Regions from separate parts of the Mus musculus genome. Here region 2 is linked to region 1. A link is a contact called in public promoter capture Hi-C data. All regions are on one chromosome and are shown on one strand. Each heading gives the region's core, a stretch centred on a gene start, on an enhancer-like site or on the middle of the called end of the contact. The rest is flanking DNA. Distances are from core to core; before and after follow the strand shown.

Region 1 (6,531 bases), core at 1,137-3,636:
GAACCAGAGGAGAGGAGGGTTTTCCCTCAACACTGCATAAATGTCCTGCTGCCTGGATTTCCTTAGCTAGGTCTAATCCTGCCACATTCCTTCATTTTATATGCTTTAGCTAAAACCAAACTGAGGTGGACATTAGTACTGTTTGTGCTATAGACCTGCTGGTCACAGACAGGTACAGGATTAAACTGAGGTAGGCATTAACACTGTTTGTGCTATAGACCTGCTGGTCACAGACAGGTATAGGAAAAAAAAAAAAAAAGTGCCACCAGTCAACCGGACACCAGCAGAAGAAAATCACAGCATTCCTGCAAAACCTTAACACAGCTTAATGTTGTAAGTCCCATGAGCCTCCCCAACCAAGAGCTCACCTTCATTACGGCTAAGAAGTCAATGTTCTGGCAGATAAGCATAAACTTTATATAACTTAAAATGTCAATATTGCTGTAAAGGAAAAAAAATTGTACATGAACTAGGAGATATTACAAAATTTGGGGGGGGGGGGCTCGATGGGTGTTTCTATGACCCGAAAAGAGTATGTTTTCAAACAGCAGAGCAAAGTGAATAATGAGTGTTTACAGACTGTGCTGTGCCTATGAACTGAGCATAAGCTCCCAACCAAATGCAACCACATCAGACCATGGGGATCTGAGACGCGGTTAAAAAACCAAAGTGGAGAGACTGCACTTTGAAGTTCACCAGTCTGCAGTTCAAATGGAATAGACTGGTATGAGCTGTACCCACATTTACTCAACTGACGAAAGCATTTTAAAAGGACAGCACAATTGTGAGGGCCTCAAAAGCCTTCCTGGTACAGGAGAGAGAGAAGGGCAGAGCTCGGGCACCACTGGTCCCCACACTAGGCAGCACACAAGAACTTGTTTCCTCAACTTAGGTCCGTGCACAAAACATTAAAGCCCAGACTCAAGTCACACAGTAGGCAGGCACTAAATACATGTGTGTTTATGGAACTGATAAAATTGGTTACAGGATGCAAGTCTGGATACATGATGGAGAAGACAGGTAATTTACCTGTGACTTTCCCAACACAACTGAAGATCAACATTGGAGCTTGCTGCTTCTGAAATCAGTAAGCTCCTTTTGAAATAATTACCGAAGCTGGTAAGTTCATGGTAAAGACCAAAAGCTCTATAGTAAGGAATTCATTTCAATAAATCTATCTAGGAGATAGTACATTTCATGAGGCTCAGCTTTAACAGGGAAAAATCTTTTAAAGGCACCTATGACTAAGCAATAACAAAAAGGGAGGATTTTTGAGAACCAGGACATGCCTGCACATACAGGTAGGCCAGCATTTTCCCAGCTATTGTGTCCTTGTATCAAAAAAGATTGGGTTAAGAGCTTCAGTAGTTTACGGGGATTTTCCAAGTAGTATTTTATTCCGCCTTCTACCCCACCCACTTAAATTCTAAGACAGTCTGCCTACTGAGCAGGCAACCAGCCAGCCTAAACTTTAAACCAATCATTCTTGTACTTTTTTCTATATCTGATTAAGTAACTGACAAAGTAGATTTTTGGAGATGTAGTTTAACTCTTGGCTAAGGAAATCAAGTCTTAGCAATCACATGAAACATAACTGACACACTACAGGCGCATTACATGTGTCTTAGTATACATGTGCACTATTTCTAGTTATTTAACTTCTTCTAAAGAACAATATTCCTAAAAGAAGTCAACACTCGACAAACAGAGTAGCTAAAAATAGAAAACACAATTTATTCTTAAAATGAAATTTACCACAGCACTGGAGGAACAAGGGAAGGACCATATGTAAAAGTATTTGTAACACCCTAGGCTAAAAAACAACAAAGAAAATAAATTAACTGCGACCTAACAGGACAAGTGTGGTTTGCTCAGGTGTAAAACTAAAAAGGACTTGCTGGGGACGAGAGGATGTAGAGCAATTTTTTAAAATGGGTTTCCTCCAGACGCCAGGTCAGCAAATCAAAGTAGTCTAAACTGCCATAGGAAACATAAGCCGACGGGGTGTCCCAAGTCCGGAACCTCTAAACTCAGCAAAGGGCCCCTGGAGCCGACAGCTGCGGCAGGGGACTGGCTCCCTTGGGTCCCCTCGCCAGTTGCCAGTGCGGGGTGTGTGACCCCTGCGTGTCCACCGGGTCCGAGCCCGGCGGTCACCTGCCCGCGCGTCTCCTACGGGCGCACGCGCTGCGCGTCTCCCGCGATCCCGCCCGCTCGGCTCACCGCCACGAAGCCTGAGCATGAGGCGACGAAGACGCGGACCACCATCCTCTCGCTGCGTCAGGGATCGCCGCTGACTCGGTCACAGAAGTTTAACGCGACTGAGGTAGCTGCCGACTCCCGTGCGACCGTCGGAGAAGACCGCAGCGACGCGTCTGGCTCCCGCCGCTCCGCGGATGAAAGCCCAGCGCCTCCGCCGCGGGCTGAGCGAGAGGCGGGTGGGGCCAGGCGGCCGCGGGGGCTGACGGGAGTTGTAGTTTCCTTGGCGCCCAGAGTGACCAGGCACTGCGCTCCTTCTGTCCGGCGCCTGCTTCACGGGAATTAATCGTACACGCAGGTGGTTTAGGAAGGACCCGGAAGCGGGACAAGCTAATTGGCGGGAAGCCAGTTTACAAGAACACAGCAAACAAGACAAAGGGTTGGGTGGAGGATAGTCCAAGCTTGGGTTTTGTTTGCGGTGGAGACGGGTGGAGCATCCTCTATCAGAAACAGCCATGGAGCTGAGGCGACCCACTGTTTTAGAGACACGCAAAGGCTCGCCCCAGAGACCTTGGCAGTTCACGGGCTTGGACAGGCATGGCAGTGGGTTGAGCTTTTGGTGTTTTGTTTCTCCTGCAACCCTGAAAAACTGTTGAAGAGGAGTGTTGTTATTTTTCCTGGAGGCGGTTTTATTATGTAGCCCAGGCTGGCCTGGAACTCAACTTCACCCTCCCTAGCAGGTATTACAAGCATACATCACCACGCCTAGTTTGCAAAGGGAATCTCTTTGGTAAATGAAACAGGCTTTCACTTTATTCTAAAGACACTGAAAACTGGAAAGCCAAATGAGAACAAGACCGATATTTTATTTTTCTTTGCAAAACTGTAATTGTAGTAGAAAAGAATAAGTACTGATAGAAATGAAAATCCCCCTATCAACATTGGGAATCAGAACCCTCCCTCCCCACCCCCTACCCCGCACAATGCCTTTGCCTCTGTGCACCTACTGATATTTACAGTTGAGCCAAATCTGTGTCTTTTTCGAAATCGCTGTGCATTCCAACGCGGTATCCCAGGAGGATACCATTAAAGAGAAAGCTTTCATGAAGTGGCTAATAGGTTCCGAGTAGTGCTTTAGCAGGTTGTATTGGCTTGGCTAAGGCTCAAGCCACTCCTAGTTTTGTGGAAGTGAACCAGTTTCCCTCACACTACTGTATTTACTTTCTTCATTTCACCAAGGGACTTTAGCAGCGTTCAGGGAATGCTGCTAATTAATTCTAGAGAGAAGAAAATTGTGTGATGAAGTCTCCCACGTTTGCAAGTTTCTGGCACAAATGGTTGCTTGAAGGACTTTGGTTTTTAGACTTACTAATATTTCAAGTTGCCAACCTTTCCTGTGGCTTATGTCTTAAATAGTTTTATTTGTATGTATGCATGTATGTATGTATGTATATTTTTGTTTGTGTAGATCCATTTAGCACAGCATACTTGTGGAGGTCATGGGACAACTTTCTCCTTCTACCGTGTGGGTCAGGATTAGCAGCAAGTGTCTTTACCCACTGAGCCATCTCAGTGGCCCCTTCATTGCTTATCTTAATCCACTTTTGTCATAGGCCTCTTTAAACTTAGTAGAGTAAGAATATATAATCCTGGTGGGTCTTTATTTCTTTTTAATGTTAAAAACTTAAATATAAGTTCTGCTGTAGCTATAACACTCTGCAATTGTTCTTTAGCTTTTGCTATCACAAACATGGAAATGAAGGCATATAAAATGTGAAATAATTTTCACAGAAGTAGATACATTATTTCCTGTATAAATATGGGTCTTTACAAAAGGAACCATTCCCTCCCCCCCAAAGTATAGAATTAATGTAGCAATGGAGATAAACAGCTTAACAGTAGAACTCAGAAGCGCTCTGAGGAAAATGGATAAAAGAAATTGACTAAGTCATTTCCTCAGTCAGCAAATTGGAATTGCAACTGGGGAAGTCAGGCAGCACGGAGCTGTGACATAGAACACACGGCTCTGAGGAACTGTGTTAGTCATCTTCCTGTTGTTGTGACGAATCACCTGGTGACCAAGCCAGCTCAATCAGTCAACAGGGTCTCAAGCGAGGGAATGAGGATTTAAAAAGAAGAAAAACAGTTAGACAAAATTATAACCTGACTCCTGCCTGTACGGAGGCTGAAGCAGCGTTATTTCTCTCCAGCCTGCATATATATATATGCACACACACACACACACACACAGATCATTCTAGGTATATCCAAGACAAAAGTAATGGATCGAAGTAGTAAACAAGGAGATCACACAAGAAAGTAATTAAGCAGAGTAGTATGCAAAAAGATCACATAAGGAAATAATTCAGCAAAATAGTAAACAAAGCCCCATGCTCACTGTTACTCTTATCTAGGCCTACTTCCTTGTCTAAGCCCAGTGACAAATACCCAATTCCTAGAAGTCGCACCAAAAGCTCTCAACAACCTGGGATAACTTAAAGAGGGCAAAGGTCAGCCAGGTGTGGTAGCACAGGCCTGCATCCCACCACTTGGGAGACCAAGTCTGGAGGAGGCGAGACCACAGACTTCATGACACCAGAAAGCAAAGGAAGAGAAAAGGAAGTGGATCTCAATGTGCCTCCAGAGTCCGTAGTGGCTTTGCTTTCCCTCCTCTAAGTCCCACTGCATCCTAGTAGAGCCCCCACAGACTGGAGACCAAGGCTTCAGTGAATGAGCTGTTGGGAGATGTTCACAATCCTAGCTGTAACTGAAGCCGAGTCTGGTTGTCTGCTTCATAAGAGCCAGAGGTGCTAAAGGAGCAAACCAGTAAGAGGAGGGCAGTAACACAAATAGGAACTGACAGCTGCACCAACAGTAGCCCTGGCTATGCTGTGAGTTAAGGGGTTCTCAACCTGCATCTTGTCAAGTTTGTCCTCCACCCATTTTTACAAATAAAGTTTTATTTGGCACACATTCCATATTGCTTACTAGCAGAATAAGAAAAGACTCCATGGTCCTCCTGGTCTGTTGCTTTCACTAGTCACCCTTTACAGAGAAAGCCTGCTAGTCCATTTCTGGTTTAGCCTGTTCTGTTATCACAGACTGGTGACACACCTCTGTCTATATCATAAATTCTGACTTGCTTAAGCCATCACAAATGGCTTTTGTTTTGCACAAAGAACCCAAACAATTTTGTACTTAGTCTGTAATAGTCCAAGGATGACTTAAAGATCATTGAGATAACAACTCTGCTTTTATTTCTACCTCTGTTTAAAAAATTGGTGTCTAGAGATTATATGCAACACTAACTATATTCTCAACCCAGGAACCAAGTGAGAAAGTAGAGACCCAGCATTAGAAAACAAACTGGAAGGGTACCTTGGAGCTCCCTAGAGTCTGATCTCTTGATAGAGCAGTCAGGTAAAACTTGAGGACAAGACTCAGGAAACCAAGTATATCAGAGTTGCAACCGTGTCACATTGGGCTTGATCTCCCTCAGAACTCATACTAGCTCATCTGCCAAGATCGTCAGCATTTCAAGGAGAAAACCAGGGGTCCCTGGATCCTTTCTCAAAAAGAAATGTTCATAATGGTGTTTCAGAGTACAGAGGAAAGGCTACTATGGAAAAAGGTTATCAGAATCTTAAGCACACATTGGTACAGGTGTATGCTTCCTTGTCACTGCTTTCAGGAAGAAGCTCTGCTGCCAGAACAGGTAGCCACCATGGGTGGGAAGTAATAATGGGGAAACATTTAAGACATTAGCAACAATCTGAAAACAGGAAAATATTGAGACTTATCTTAGTAACAAAGCCATAAGTGTTGCTACTACAGACCGCTCAGATGCTTAAGACAAGGCACTGGTGTCCTTTAGTTATTATTCAATGACAAAACAAAGATGGGATCTTTTCCTTCAGTCATGTTCATGAGCCTTCTAACTTCTACCTATAAGGCCCTTAGGCTGGGATGGACAGGCGCTAGGTTGAGCAGTCCTGGTGTCTGACTGTATCCAAATGTGTAGAAACCTATGATTTAGCAAAGGAAGAAAGTATACGAGAAGACAGCAGAATTGGAAAAAGAGCAAGGCATTGAAAAAGGATGGGGTGGGGCACAATCAGATCAGTATAAAGGTGAGAAGACTAGCACAGGACCCAAAGAGTTTAGGTTTCAGAAAGGTGATAATACCTAAGGGATAGCCAATAGCGAAAAGCGACAGATACTAACTATAAAATTCATCCGGGTTGGACTACGAGCTGGAAAGTCCAGCTACTCCCTACATCCCTGCCCACATTGTAAAGCTTCCTGAACAACCACCAGACACTCAAACAAGGACCT
Region 2 (6,531 bases), core at 2,886-5,385, 380 kb before region 1:
TGGTCCTGGCTCCTTCCCCTTACTAGTACCAACTGTCAACCTGACAAGATCTAGAATCACTTAGGAAACAAGCCTCAAAACACACCTGTGAAGGGTCATCAAGAGGAGGTTAGTGGAGGAGGGAAGACCCTCTCCCAATGCCAACAGCATGAATGTATTTGCTGGGTTGGGACTGCATGAAAAGGAAAAAAGGTTGAGCATCAGTATTCATCCCATCCTGCTTCCTGACTGCAGATGTACTGTGACCAGCTTCCTCAAGCTGCTGCCACCACCATGCCTTACCCGACACGATGGACTGTAAGCCAAAATACATCCTCCCTTACATTGACTTTTGTCTGGGTAAAATGAAAAATACCACATCATCCTTTAGTCTCTCTTGCTACAAACGATTACATCATCGTCAGCTCCCTTCCCCAGCACCCACAGGTAAAACAGGGTCAACATGACTCGTATTACTACTACCCTCTGGTACTCACCCAGGCAATGACAATATTCAAAGCTCGTCTCTCAGCTCCTTGCTATACATCTAGCGATACCATCCACTAACAAAAACATTGCAAATCACCTGTCTCCTAGAAATAAACGAAGGTCTCCCAGAGCCCAACAGAATTTGAACCAAAGTCAGTGCACCCATCACACTGTGAGGTGCACCTTAGACATGTGTTACTTTCTCTCCCCAAGTTTTGTACTGAATATTAAAGCCTCCATCTTTCATATGTCTTCCTTTTTCACTCCAAATAAACTCACTTCCCAATGCACAAAGAAACATCATGCTTACTAATCCGAGTTTATTCATGCTATTCCTATCCCATAAAAAAGGGGAGCCCCATCAACAAAAGGTCTTCATTTACCCCTGATCATCACGGGACCTGCCTACCCCACTACTAGAAACATCTCAATCGCAGAGGTTTTCTCTGTTGATACAGCACAGAAAGAGCCTACAAAAGGTCTTTTCCTGCCTGAAAAACAATGCTCCCATGGTCTTTGCAAAGATAAGTCCTTGTTCCAGGCCACTGTGCACCTTAAAAGAAGTTGGCCCCAGTCAGCAACTGAAGCAGGACCTTTTCTGTGTGAAATCAAACAGTATGGATGAACGGAAAGCATCTGTAGCACCCATGAAGCACAGAGAATCCGAACCTTCATTAACGGGCGTAAGATGCAAAGTTTTAACACCTAAACCCATTTGTAAGACTTTAAGAGTCGGACACAATGGGACTGGAAGCTGACTCTGCCCTTCGCCACACTTGGGAAGACCACAAGTCTCTCTGTGCCTCCACTGCCTCATCTGTACAGTGAACACAAACACCATCTAACGCACATGATGGTTGTCAAGCTAAGAGACTTCGTGCCTACACCAGCTGAATAAAAAGCAATTGCTCAACAACATAGAACAGTGTTGACATGAACAGGAGACATGACTAAAGGTGCAATTTTCAAAATATATTAAAAAAAGAAAGAAAGAAAGAAAAAAAGCAAATTCAAGTCACAAAAGAACATGAACCAGTGAGCTAATACATGGGAGAGCTTTCCTCAGCAAGACTGAAAGAGCTGCAAACACAAGTGCAGAAGTTAGCACAAAATCCCAAGGCTGTGTGCCTGGGCTTTTCAGCATCATTAGCCCCTAGCACACTCTTACACATTCCTCTTACATATTCTTTTTTTTTTTCTTTTTTTCTTTTTTTTTCTTTTTTTGGTTTTTTTGAGACAGGGTTCATCTGTATAGCCCTGGCTGTCCTGGAACTCACTTTGTAGACCAGGCTGGCCTCCTCGAACTCAGAAATCCACCTGCCTCTGCCTCCCGAGTGCTGGGCTTAAAGGTGTGCACCACCCGGCACTCTTACACATTCTTACACACTCTCACACTTACTACACTGAACACTCTTATACACACTGGGGGTAAACTGGGGATTCAAAGTGGGCATTTAAAAACTCCATTAAACCATTCATGTCTTTGAGTGAGAACTCTAATCTCTAGGGCTCTATCATTGGGGGCAGGAGAGCCACATGCATGAAATGTGTGTGATTTTTCTAATACTGTGAAACTATGACAAATGCATGGTATTGTCTATTGAAAGTTTCCCTTTACTGCGTTATTACTTCCAAGATGGCAAACACTGTGTCATTCATTCATATATATATATATATATATATATATACATAAATTTTATTCAGCCCTCAGCTCTCCTCTCCTTTTGAAATCGCTATTATCATTAATCCCTTAATTACAGAGATGTGAGGCTTGCAGAAGTGAGGACTTCAAAGTCTCAGGGGAACCGGGCGTGGTGGCGCACGCCTTTAATCCCAGCACTCGGGAGGCAGAGGCAGGCGGATTTCTGAGTTCGAGGCCAGCCTGGTGAGTTCCAGGACAGCCAGGATTACACAGAGAAACCCTGTCTCTAAAAAAAAAAAAAAAAAAAAAAAAAAAGTCTCAGGGGATGGGGACAAAACCAAACTCAAGACCCTGACTCTCACTACTGAACTCTACAGATCAACAAAACTCTACAGCAGTACAGGAAGTTATTTTTCTAGTTGATGCAAATTGGACTTGTATTAAAACTACAACTGTGGAAAAGACAGAGCTCTGGAAGAATGAACCTCAAAAGGTTTAGCAGCATCCACCATGAGAGGTGCAATCATGTTGTCACTTTTTTCTAAACTCTGCCTTTTATCTGTAAGATGTTTGTACTGTTTCTATAGTAACAACCTAGAGCCATGACATCACTCGGATTTTAGTAATTTCACAACTGTGGAAAGGAGAATTCGGAAGACCTCTGCTCTATTTCTCCATTACCAGGCCAAAGTTTCTTTGCTGTGAAAACAGTACTGAAGGCTGAGAGGGAAAAACGAACTGCTGTTCATCTTTCTAGTCCTACTATTTCACAAAACTGGGAAACCCCGTCATTGAAATTATTTCTAAAGGCCTCTTTATTGCCTTCCGTGGAGTGGCAAGTCTGGAATCCTGCTTACTAGATTCTGACCATTGGCGCTATGTCTCATGAACTTATGTCCTGTGTACTGTTGAATAATCTGCTTCAAGGCTTCCGTTTATCTAACTGCAAAGCAAACATGAAAACATGACCTACCTCACATGAAATTAAATCTTGTCCTATGAACTAAATGAGATGAGGAATGTAAATTTCACCAATAGCAAGCTTTCGGTTAAATATTCCATTATTGTTCACAAGTAAAGATGGGCTTCCAAAAACTGCCAGCCCCAAGTTATTAGACAAAAAAAAAAAAAAAAACAGTGTAGGTTTTCCTTACTTTCTCCTGGTGCTCTGCAGTTAGACCTAGGATGGAGGGCGACTGCATAAAACTTACAGGAGAAACAGTCAGAGTGAGGCAAAGGTGGCAGGACAGGAGCCTGCCCCATTCCCTTCTGTTCGCTCTTCTCCACCATCTCTATGGAATACTGCTTGGCCAGGTGACAGCGGGGCCCAGCAGGAGCTCTGTATGAGGCTGAAATAGAAGTCTGGATTCTTTCCCATCTTTAGGCAGAACCTGTCTCGTGACCTTGAGAAAATCAAATTCTAGTATTTACTCCCTAGGTTTACATTTTCAAATGAAAATTAAAAGGCAAGTGTTTTACAGACAGTTGCCTCAAGTTAGTGACTCAGTCTAGGACAAGCTAACACCTAAGACCTGATATGGGGAAAGCATGGATAGAACTCAGGGGAAGGGGGCGGGGGAGCGCTCTTTGGACAACTCCTCTACACCCTCAGGCCCTAGCAGAAGGCAGAGTGCCCTCTCACCTATCTTGAAGTTCCAGGGGCTGCATCTGAAGGGAAGAATCACCAAGGACGAGTAACAGGAACGCAAACTGACCCGAACCAAGGAGGCTCTAGAGTAGAGTCTAGAGTCTAGGGCAAGGCAAGGATAGAGCCGGGATGCAGCAAGATCCCCAAATCTCACCATACTGCAGGGACTCTGGGTCCGGATGGAAAGTGAAGTGGGCCACCCGCCGCTTCTGGGCCGTGTCCTCGCCCCCGGGTTGCAGGAAGCCTTGCACCAGCGCAGCGCAGCGCAGTCCGCACCGCCGCCGCTCTGCTCCCGCAGCCCGGAGCCACAGCAGCCCACCCGCGCGCGCAGCCACCGCCGCCATCCCCAGTTCTCAGGCACCGCAGCCCACGCTGCCGGCAGGGAGGGAGGAGCTAAGACGCAGGCTTCCTCATTGGGCAGCCTCGAGGGGCGGGTCCGTGAAAGAGACCAATCGGAGACGGAAGTTCGGGGGCGGGGATGGAGACGCTATGACCTGGCGGCCCGCCCAGACGGAAGCCATACCAAGGCCCCTGCAGCCTGAGATGTGGTCCCTGGGTCCCACCCCAAAATCAGCTGCAGGACTTGGGGTGTCACAACGCGACTGCCTGTGTTCTTTCGCAGTGTCATTTTTGCGGTGCATTTTTCAGTAGCGTTTTCGTTTTAGGCTGTGTTTCTCATAGTCTGTAAGTGCAATATGGTCATTGCAAAGACAGGCGTTGGTTTCGAGTTTCCGAAAAAATCTAGAATTCGGGAAAGGCCTTCACTCTTATTTTGAAATAGTAAATATATTTAAATCTTTAAAATTGATTTTGCTTATCCTGATTTAGATCATATCAAAAAATAGTAAGTAGAGATTTCGGCCTTCAAATCCACTAGGAATTTAAAGTCGAGGTGCAGCAAAAATCACCTAATGGTCTTACTCTGTGTAACTTAGAAATATGCAAGTTGCCGGGCGGTGGTGGTGCACGCCTTTAATCCCAGCACTTGGGAGGCAGAGGCAGGCTGGTCTACAGAGTGAGTTCCAGGACAGCCAGGGCTACACAGAGAAACCCTGTCTCAAAAAACCAAAAAAAAAAAAAAAAGCAAGTTGAATGACTGATTTAAAGTCAAAATAATCAACTTTATAAATTTTATCTTAAAATATTTAAGTGTTTTATATATATCATATATATCACATACATATCAAATATGATATCGCATATATATCATATATATGATATGTGTGTGTGTATTTATTTATCTTCCTTAGCCATGAGTTGGAAGATAGCCATCAAAATAGAATACAACAGAGGCAAGAAAGTATGTCTAGATCTCGAGGAAGGATTCCAGAATGGAGAAAGTATTATGACAGACTGAGAGAACAGAGAGGAAGGAGCCAGGAAGAAACATTCCTCCTGTAGTATTTGTGACCTCTTAACAGATGTTAGGTTTAGCTAAGAAGCACGGGGTAAGAGTAGAAATGGAATTCTACGTATTCAGAAATGCACACAAAGGAGACAGCTTAGACAGTGGCATTCAAATGTGGTAAGAGACTTAGAACAGCATGAAGAGAAACAAGCTCTTGAAGGTCAAAATGCTTCCAGAGGTAAGGCTGACCTGCACCCAGAGGATTAGAGGTTGCCAAAGCAGAGCACAGAGAACCATAGTCTTCCACAACAGGTGAGGTGGGTGCAAAGGCTCATTGTCGTGAAAGAATGAAGTGTCTTCCAGGGCAAGGAAAGAAATGTCTTGTTCCTATGCTGAGAGCCTCTGCCTGCCCCCATCCCCAGCTGCATTGAACTTCGTTTGGGAAACTCTCTTTTCAGGGAGTCAGGCTATCTTTAAATGCCTCTGGGAAGTGCAAAAATTGGAAGTTTTCAGTAATTTGATAATCCCAAAAAAAGATGAAACTGACTACATTTGGAATTTCTGATGGCTGGGTTCCTCATGACACCTTAATATGCTGCAAATGGGCTATCTTCTTTGTTTGAGCCATTTCCACTTGGGTTTCTGACTAATCCCTGGGGACACGGAGAGCCTGTGAAGATGGAGCCAATGGACATCACAGTTGCTCTTCTTTCTTCAGAATGATTCTTGGTTCGTTTTCTCTCACAGAACTTCACTTCAGTCTACTTCTGCTGAGATTCGTCCCTCTTTTGATTCAGTGACTATATGTAAAAAAGTAACACTTTCTTTGCAGATGGATCCAGAGGAATATCACTACCTTCAAGCTAGCGTGCCATACAGAAGAGTAAAATGTTGCTCCGGGGTGGCTAGGAAGTATGCAAATGTGGCCTTCAGAACGAAGAAACTTGGAGACATTTGGCAGTTAATAATGGGTTTGTAACAGGATTTATTGTTTTATACATATGCACTCTTTAAACTCAAGGTTTTAAAAAGACAAGTTAGTCAATGAAAACTGAGTTGAAAGGACTAGGGTATGGCTGAGAGGGTAAAGGAGCTTGCTGCTAATCCTGATAACGTGGGTTTAATACCTAAAGATGACATGTTAGACAAGAAATAACTCCTGAAAGTTGCCCTATGACCTCCACAAGATGTCATCGTACGTATACACACACACACACACACACACACACACACACACACCACACACACACAAAGTGTAAGAAAAAGAAAACTTTGATGGGCAGAGAATTGCTTGTCCTGGTTAGACTTTTTTGTAAATTTGACACAAGCAAGCAGGGTTATGTGGGAAGAGAGGACTTCAACTGAGAAAATGTTTCTGTTAAATTAGATTATACACTAGTCTGTGGGTTATTTTCTTGATTAATG

Evidence for each region. Promoter capture Hi-C pulls out the DNA fragments that hold promoters and counts their contacts.
Region 2: a promoter capture Hi-C map of liver shows a contact between it and region 1, with 2.5 times the contacts expected there. The contact joins the promoter of Bckdhb here to the promoter of Sh3bgrl2 in region 1. A contact is called at or near these places in 1 of 39 promoter capture datasets (liver) and 1 of 115 datasets of contacts at active chromatin or transcription factors (pancreatic cancer cells).

What each region holds. Positions count from the first base shown.
Region 1 is chr9:83,544,193-83,550,723 of GRCm38.p6, reverse strand. Sh3bgrl2 (SH3 domain binding glutamic acid-rich protein like 2) reads right to left here and starts at 2,386. Exons shown (of 4, transcript NM_172507.5): 1 at 2,221-2,386. The coding sequence starts at 2,265.
Region 2 is chr9:83,922,741-83,929,271 of GRCm38.p6, reverse strand. It overlaps Bckdhb (branched chain ketoacid dehydrogenase E1, beta polypeptide), which reads right to left and starts at 4,135. Exons shown (of 11, transcript NM_001305935.1): 1 at 3,913-4,135. The coding sequence starts at 4,102. Gm36278 (a long non-coding RNA gene) reads left to right here and starts at 4,267. Exons shown (of 4, transcript XR_379675.2): 1 at 4,267-4,442; 2 at 5,731-5,835; 3 at 5,939-6,077.